Linked DNA regions of Anser cygnoides: region 2 is linked to region 1. Evidence: chromatin contacts called from public Hi-C data. All regions are on one chromosome and are shown on one strand. The core of a region is the stretch at or near the end of the contact, and the rest is flanking DNA. Distances in the headings are between cores, read along the strand shown.

Region 1 (4,506 bases), core at 1,214-3,713:
GACAATTTGCCAAAAATCACCACCTGGAAGAAAATAAATATCTTTTCCAGATCTCGTATCTGGTCTTTAAGCATATTTTTGAGATGCACGGGAAGTCATTTTTGTGACTAGCTAGCTAATTTCAGTAATTAACTTCTTTCCTGCTCTCATTCTGAACCACTAATTCTACAGGGCTTTGGGATACTACTTTTCCTCTGTACAATGAAGAGTTTCTCTTCCTCAAAAACTCATCAGCATTATTGGAGCATATATTTTTAAAAGGAGTGGGGTGTTCAAGTATTATTTCTAGCTGAACCTAATAGTGTCTCAGTAGTGCTGTCTGAACACTAGGTCTGGCTTTCAACACTTTGCAAGTATGTTTGTGTGGCATAACAAAGCAGGTGCGGGTGAGCATTCAGTAAGGTTTTTAGGAGACTGTCATTGTTTCAAATGAAAAAGCTATACGCATTTTCCTCCTGGAGAAGGATCACAACCAGGGAGGAGGACAAGATGACAAATAGCACGGAGGAAGACACTAACTTCCCCTCCATAGACGGAAAGTGTGCTAGGACAGGGTGTGTGTGTGTGTGTTAATCTCCGCACTGACTAAGCAGTGCCCCAATCACCCTGCCAGTCTGCAGGCAGCTCCCATTCTGAATCACTCCAGTCTCCTCCTCAGGTATGAAGCCCGTGCATTTATCTCAGCGCTGGTGACCCCACTTTGCTGGGCACCTGGTTGTTAGCAAGTGCAGCATTTAGGATTCATGAGAGAACACTTCCAGAGCTAGCACAACCCATTCCCCCCCCACATGTTTGAAAACTATCATGTAGAATATTTCCTTGAGTGGTATACATGACAATACTGCCGAGATTTCTTTTGTGATGACAGAAGATACCAGTCCTGTTCTTTCCCATTACTTAAGCCCAGTTGCTATTCATAAAGAGACAAAGCGTAAGGAAAAAAGCCAAGCCACACATCCCGATGCAGCAGGAAGAGTATTAGGGACACAGCTCACAGGCAGGACTCAAGATCTTTTAAGAGCAAGGGTTCATCTCGGGCATTAGCAGAGCCAACTCCATAAGCCCGTTTTTGTAGGTCTAAGAAAAATTTTCTTCAGAGCTCAACAACCACGATCTTATACCGTTGCCTAATTCTATTGGCGGAAAGAAGTCAAAAACAAAGAGATTAATAAACCAGGACTTTCATTAGCTCCACCAGGCTGCCACTTAACAGCAGTCCAAGTCTCGGGTAGGTATTTAACAAGCGATGCCATTCCACTTATGTTTCCATAAGAGCAGTCAAAATCTTTCAAGTAAGTCTGCCCATGAAGCAGTACGTCTAGAGCAGGGTGAGGTTCCAGTCAATATTAAGTACTAGGTAACAAAAGCCAGTATAGTTAAAAAAAAAAGCCTGAAAACAGAGTGAACCCTTCCATTTCTGGGTCTACTGCCTAAAGCCTGTTTTGCTTGTTTCCCCTCACACATATGCAGACCAGAGACTCACAGGTGTCAGCCTTTGTTTGGGACTCTTAGAAAGAAATATCACTTCTTTTTTTGCAGGGAATTTCCCTGTTAGATTGGAGTTACTGAAAATAATTGCCTACTAAAAGGAGATCAAGCGTCAGGGGACAAGCGGTACAGAGGAAAGGGATGGTGCTGAAGTGCAGATCTTCGCTCTTCCCTACAAGAGGAGGGATCCTATGTCAGTGGAAAACACAAGAACTCAGAAAAGCATTTATAACTGAAGAAGCAAATATCTTCAAGCTCTAGCACATCATCCAGCTTGCTCCGTATAACCCCAGCCACTTAGAGACTCGCGGACACTGTCCCAAGCATTCGGTGTAGTGCCAGGGCTGGGGGACAGCTGAGCTCTTTGGTTTGGAGGAGAAACCAGGGATTAAAAACCTGCCTTGAGCCCTGTACGCTAATTTCACTCGTTATCTTTGTTTGCAATATGCCCTGTATGTTTGTCTAAGAATGTGGTGCAATGGTCCTCAGCCTCAGGAAAACCAACATTGCACAACACAAGAGCTTCAGAATATGGCACGGCTGGATTTTTAGGTTAGAGTTCACTGACAAACGACAACGGCAGTAACAACAAAACCAGAAATAAGTCAGAAATCAGCCGGGAGACCGTGTGTCCCACCTGGCTTCCCCGATAAACACAGCCTGAAAAGACACCACAGCCCGCGAGGCGCAGAAGCGGAGCAGACACCCCAAACGCCAGCACCGACCCCGGGACGAGCGGGGACGGCGCCGAGCTCCCCCGCCGAGCGAACCTCCGCTTCTCAGGCTTCTTAAAAAAATAAATTAAAAGGACACGGGGACACTCACCGCACCGCCGAGCCCACGTAGCCCCGCGCCGCCTCCATGGCCCGTCCCCCCCCCAGCCGCCGGGCAGCGCCGGCCGCCACCGCCCTTAAAGGGGAGCGGGGCCGCTCCGCCTCCCCGGCCGGCCTGCCCCCGGGGCGGCCCTCAGCCCGCCCCCGGGAGAGGGGAGGCATGCCCGGGGGGTGTGCTGCTGGAGCAGCCATGTCCTTGTCCTGGGGTGCTGTCCGTCCCACCCCTGGGCCCCCTTCCCCCGCCCCGAGACCCGGCCGGCTCCAAGCTGCTCCCTGTCACGACGGATGGTGGCGGGGTTGTGCTGACAGGTGCCAGGCAAAGCACCTCGGAGGGAAGATTTATCGTTATTGTTATTCCCGATTAGTTGTTTTTTTTTCTTTTTCTTGTCGTTTACCCAGGGAAGGAAAGAGAAAGATTGCTTGTTCCGTGTGTATCTGAGTTATAGCTAATATAGCAACAGCAGGAGCCAATCCCATTTGAAGCCTCTAAGCATTAGAGTAAATCAACAGATTAAAGTGCTTCAGCTTCTGATTTTAGAGCCTGGGAATAAGCTTACAACTTGGATTAATGTATATAGTAGCTTCACTGGAGGTATTTAGCCTTCCTAGGGCATGGGCAGCAGTGATTTCTGTTTATGGGGCAGATAAACATGTAATTTTTTTTCCTTTTCACGCTTGCCCACAGGCACAGGTACGGTACATTTCAGCTCTGAAACAACACGTTCATTTTCACAGCTCTAAAACCATGATCACAGAGAAACCAAGTCAGAGCCTGGCTGCTCCGTGCCCCACTGACCTAGGGCCAGCCGGTGAGGAGGGAGCTCCATGACGCTGCCCGGTGGCAGGAGGCTCGATCCGGAAGGCTCCGCAGGGACACCCTTGGTGACAGGGCCCGGACCTCACCCAGGGTGACCCCATGGATGGGACTGTTTTTCTGGTCCGGCTTGTTCAGCGCACAGGAGCCACCCACCTTCTTTCTTTGCTTTCCAGGCTTCAACAGCACTCAGCCAGACCCTGCATAAACGTCCTCAAGCCTCAGCTTTGGGGCCCTTATCGGCAGTAAAAAAAAAATAAACCTTTTAATCTGGGACAAATTGCATTGTGTCCCCCCACCCGGTAAAAGAAGCAATCCCACTTCCCCACAGCAAAGCTTAGACCAACAGGCTTCCCTATGTGAACCTGAGCTCGGGCTCTTATCTCTTCTTCCTCAGGCTCCTTAGGGCTTGCAGGTGTGAGGGCCCCCCCTTCTCAAAAGTTAACCCCTTCTTTTTCTATCCCCTACCACAGGTTAGAAGGGACCTCTGAAGATCTCTACTCCAAACTACTACTACGACATGTAGTTTTGTTACAGTTCTGTGATATGCCCCTGGCAGTAAGTCAAGGAGAATGGGAAATGGGCAACTGTAGATATTTCTCTGGGCATTGGACTCAAAGCAGTCTGTTTTCCCCTGGGTCTGTATCTTATGGTTGATTGTGGGCACAACTGAGGTTATTTAAGCAAAATGGGCGTTTATAATGAATTCTCATCGAGCGTTTCTCTACTGTCAAGAAATGTGTACATACTGCAGCTTTTCCTGTTGTGCAGGGAGAAAAGAGAGTCGAAAGAGACGTTTTGTAAGGTGGTCTGTCTCTTCTACCACTGTGTAGAGACCTCTGCAGGGGAGCTATGCTTTCGCAACAGGGGAATCTCCTGCTCCAGACATTTTGTGCCCTGGCCTGTACAGAAAAATCCTTAGAGTTACTGTAATTTCCGTATGGTTTCAGACTGCCACTCTTCCTTGTGAGTTCATGGGTCTTAGGGGGAAGAGCAGAAGAGAGGCAACACAGATGTCAGCAAAGCAGACTTAAGTTATCTCCAAGGGCTGTGGGAGAGGACCATGTGGGATAAGTCTCAGGTTGAAGAAATTGCCATTTTCTTAAAGAATTATCATTAATGGGATAAATATAGATCAATATAGATTAGATATCATGAATAAATTCTTCGCTCAGAGGGTGGTGAGGCCCTGGCACAGGCTGCCCAGAGAAGCTGTGGATGCCCCATCCCTGGAAGTGCTCAAGGCCAGGCTGGATGGGGCTTTGGGCAGCCTGGTCTGGTGGGAGGTGTCCCTGCCCATGGCAGGGGGGTTGGAATCGGGTGATCTTTAAGGTCCCTTCCAACCCAAGCCATTCTGCGATTATGTTGTTC
Region 2 (4,370 bases), core at 149-2,648, 230 kb before region 1:
GTAAAAGTCACTCTAAAAATGAATGCAGAGATCGGATGGCCTCAAGTGACACCTAATGGCAATGTTGATATTACACATAAGACTGTAAGCGTCAGTTTGAGCAATATACACAAAGCGTTTTCCATTTTCTTTTAAGGATGGATGTCATCTTGGTATTCGTTTCGTTGGAATTGCCATGGGTTATCACCAAAAGGTGATAGAAAAGGTGATTAGGGCAGACGCTGACCTAATCTAACAGCACAGTAAGAGAATTTCAAGCATTTGTGTCTGACGTTAGCATTTTCAGTTGCTTCCCTGTGACTTCTAAGCAAGCCCGTGCCTATGATTTTGCTAACGCCCGAAGTGCCACCCCATGTGGGAACACAACGAACTCGATCCTGACAAGCTCACAGCGAAAGCGGCCTTACTGGCACTTAGAGACTGTCACTCCAAGCTGGCTGCGACTGGACAGCGTGGTACCCCTCGCTGAAGAACACGGCAGTGACCTATTTCCTCTGACTTGTCAGCTGATCGGGAGCGATTTCCTGCACGCACCGCCTATGAGTTCGCAGAGTCACAGAAGCATGGAATCACAGAATACCCCGAGTTGGAAGGGACCCACAAGGATCATCGAGCCCAACTCATCAAGTCACGAGGGGCTGCGTAGCTCTCGAGATGAACAGTGGTGAAGTTGCTTGTAAATAATACAGTAAAGGAACTTACGAGTAGGAAAAATAATGGCTTAGGGCTTCACAGCCTGACAGGAACTCTTATCCCAAAATAAACAAAGTAGCCTCAGGCTGATCATCGTCAGTTGATTTCATAGCAGGTTTGAAAATGATTAAAATACTTTCTTAATCCTGAAAAAATATGATTCTTTCATAATCTGAGTTTAAATACAGAACAAATGAGGATTTTTTTTCCACATAAAATGTAAATACAGCAACTAAATGAAAAAAAAAAAAACATTTTTTTTTATTCCAGTGCCGACCCCACAGGTCCTGCCAATATTGCGAAACTACACGTGCCATTTTAACCTGGGAGGGAGAGCACGTAACTATAGCCCAGCAAGCACCGCCGAGGCCGTCAGGAACAAAACCCGGGGGAGGCTGAGGAGGGGAGGAATCGACGGAACCGGAAGGCAACGCGCGGAGCCCTGCCGGGGGGAGCCGTGCCGGGGGGAGCTGTGCCGAGGGCCGCGGCCGGTTCCCCTCAGCGGCGCCCGGGGGGGAGCCTCACGGGGGGGGGGCAGCAGCAGCAGCAGCAGCAGCAGCGGCGGCGCTTACCATGAGCAGCGTGAAGCCCTGGAGGTCGGGGCCGCCGCCCTCGCACGGGACGAACATGCCGGCCGGGCGCTGAGGGAGCCGCGCCGAGCCGCCTCAGCGGGGCGGTAACGGCCGCTAACGGCCCGCCTCGCGCCGCGACCGTTGGCGGGCGGCTGGGGGCGGGGCCTGGCGCGCGGCTTCACCCCCCCCCGCCCCCCTCCCGTCATGGCGGCCGCCGCCATGTCGCTGCCCCCCGAGCGAGCCTCGGAGCTGCGGGAGCTCATCCAGCGGCAGCTCGTCAAGGTGCGTGCGAGAAGAGGTCTTGCCCCTGTGCCTTCCCTTCCAGCATATATACTGCTGCACTTTTACCCTTAAAAATTTAAGACCCGATTATCCGCAGTGTTGAATTTTGGGAGAGGCGAACAGCGGGCATCTTGTAATTAACAGGTTTACAGACCTAATTAATAGGTTTACAGAGCTCTTTCCGAGTAGGGATGCTTAAGGAAGCTGTCAAAGGCAGCAAACCTGCTCAGGTTTGGTAGGCTCTTGATTTTTTTTTACTTCATAGAGCTGCTTCGCTGAGAGTGTGTGACTTCTCTGACTAGTTCCTGCTAAATTAAAAGACTTTTAACTGTGTGTAAAAAGGAGTAATCTTCTTGGAGTAGTCATTTCCACGTTCCTGCACTCTTGTAGAGTGCCTCTTTAGTCATAACTGCTATAAAGGGCTTACAGTTGTAGCATATCATGAATTTTCTTTCAGATGGATGTCCATGGCAGGATCAGAGAAGTTCTTGCTGAGACTATACGTGAGGAGCTAGCACCTGAGCATCAACAGTTGTCCACAGAAGATCTGATAAAAGCCTTAAGGCAACGAGGAATTGTTGATGATGTTATGAAGGAACTTAAATTTGTAACTGTAAGTAGCTGTTGAGGAGGGATAAAATTTTTGCTTATTCTTCTCACTGATGTGGTGTGTTGACAAAGTTATAACTCACTAGAATCATAGAATCACAGAATGGTTTGCGTAGGAAGGAACATTAAAGATCACCAGATTCCAGCCCCCCTGCCATGGGCAGGGACACCTCCCACCAGAGCAGGCTGCCCAAAGCCCCATCCAGCCTGGCCTTGAGCACCTCCAGGGATGGGGCATCCACAGCTTCTCTGGGCAGCCTGTGCCAGGGTCTCAGCGTCCTCTGAGTGAATAATTTATTCCAAATGTCTTATCTAGATCTCTCTTAGCTTAAAGCTGTTCACCTTTGTCCAATCCCTATGCTCCTTGACAAAGACTCCCTCCATCTTTCCTGTAGGCCCCCTTTAGATGCTGGAATTCATTTCTAAAGCTTCCTAAGGATTTAGTGGTTTGTGATGTTTTGAGAGCAGAGCAGCATAATGTGTGTACTAAAGTAGATGTAATGATGATACTATATTGAAAGTATTTGTTCAGTTTTAAGTCTCACGTACTAGAAGGGAGCATACACAAGGAATGATGTTCATTTGAAGTAGAGGATTCTTTAAATTTTAGAAGACTGGGAAGAGTGCTGTTGCCTTACTTGACACCTTAAAAGTGTCTTAATTGTGGTTCCAGGATATGAATGAAAAGGAGAGGACTTCTGCTTCAAAACCATCAACACATTTTGTTGCTAGAGAACCACCAGTTCTGAAAAAAAGTATGTTACTTGTTTATTCTTTGTTTTTTGTTGTGGTTTTTTTGGATCATAGATCATAGTCTAGAAAGAAATTTGAAGTGTATGATTACTGAATTTGGAATTAGTAATCCAATATGGACTGGATTCATTTAAACCCTGCAAACTGTGGAGAAATAAATGTCTTTCCTGCTTATCTAAAAGATATTGGTTCGCGTAAGCTGCAGATATTAGTGTCACTTAAAGCTTGACTTGTAAGAGTTTCACTTATTTTGCATTAAGATAGGTTCTGTGTATTTTAAAATCACTTTCTTCTAAGGACTTGTGAAAAAATTTCACATTTCTATTCTCCTGTTAGGTAGCTGATATTTAACATGCTTCCTAAGGCCTGTTTTTGTAGTCTCTTTATTTTTGTTGCTACGCTTTACAGCTAACATTGACCCAACACGAAGGTATCTTTACCTTCAGGTTCTGGGTGGGAAAGCTTTTCTGGAACATCTTCAGGAACCAGATCCTCTGCCTGGCCAAATCTGTTCTACTTTCACTCTGTGTTTACATTTCCGAAATCAGCGCTTCCGTTCTAAACCCGTTCCCTGCGCCTGTGAGCCAGACTTTAATGATGGCTTTTTACTTGAAGTACACAAGGATAGCCTAGGTAAGGACCTGATACTGTGGTGTTTTTTTTTTTCCTTTCCCTGGCTTTATAGTTATTCTGAATTATATTTGATATTATTTGGTGTTTTTTTCCCTATTTCTTAATCATGTTTTCCTAGGGAAATTGATAACTGTATTAGGTTTTGCCACTTCTAGATCTTTCTCTATTCTTACTACTTTTCCACTCTAAAGTTGGTCTCATTTAAAAGTCACTTTATCCAGAATTGACAGTGAGATAGTAATCTTAAGGATGGTAAGAGATGCTAAAATGGCTGTGATTTTCACAAGCTTTGTGCTGACAAGTGAAGAAGGGGGCAGCATCTCCCTGGAGGTACTTCAGAAGCCTCCTGGACGTGGTCCTGGGCAACCTGCTTTAGGTGGCCCTGCTTCAGCAGAGGAGTTGGACCAGATGACCTCCAGAGGTCCCTTCCACCATCAACCCTTCTGTGAAGAGAGATGTAAATTTGTCACCATATGGAAGGAAAAACTTTATTGTACATTCAGTTCGCCTACCAGGCGGCAGACATCTGCACAATAGGCAGTCATCTGCAGCCTGCTTTACCTGTGCTGTTGGTAGCCAGGGAACATGGTGGGAGTTAAATGTTAAGGGAAGACTTCTGGAATAAATAGGGAAGACTTAAGGTAGTGGGATAAAGGAAGAGCATGTTGATGCTGTCCGAATCCTATAGAAATTCAGGGTGGCTCATGGAATATCAGGGAGCAGAGAGAGAAAGCTGGAGTTTGTGCAGTTGGACATGGGGGATGGAGTGAATATACCACAAATTCAGGGAAAACCAGGCTTTGTTAATTCTGCTGCACAGAAAGCGAT

Evidence for each region. A called contact is a pair of places that touch in the nucleus more often than the background predicts.
Region 2: a contact with region 1 is called in a Hi-C map of liver, with 1.7 times the contacts expected there. The contact joins the promoter of CEP76 here to the promoter of CIDEA in region 1. A contact is called at or near these places in 3 of 7 Hi-C or Micro-C datasets (granulosa cells and liver).

The regions. Positions count from the first base shown.
Region 1 is chr2:107,984,257-107,988,762 of Taihu_goose_T2T_genome, forward strand. CIDEA (cell death inducing DFFA like effector a) reads right to left here and starts at 2,464. Exons shown (of 5, transcript XM_048077117.2): 1 at 2,314-2,464. The coding sequence starts at 2,351. LOC106034993 (a long non-coding RNA gene) reads left to right here and starts at 3,438. Exons shown (of 8, transcript XR_010828947.1): 1 at 3,438-3,773.
Region 2 is chr2:107,752,267-107,756,636 of Taihu_goose_T2T_genome, forward strand. CEP76 (centrosomal protein 76) reads left to right here and starts at 1,399. Exons shown (of 12, transcript XM_013179503.3): 1 at 1,399-1,547; 2 at 2,005-2,160; 3 at 2,830-2,911; 4 at 3,318-3,542. The coding sequence starts at 1,470. It overlaps PSMG2 (proteasome assembly chaperone 2), which reads right to left and starts at 1,405. Exons shown (of 9, transcript XR_010828941.1): 1 at 1,266-1,405.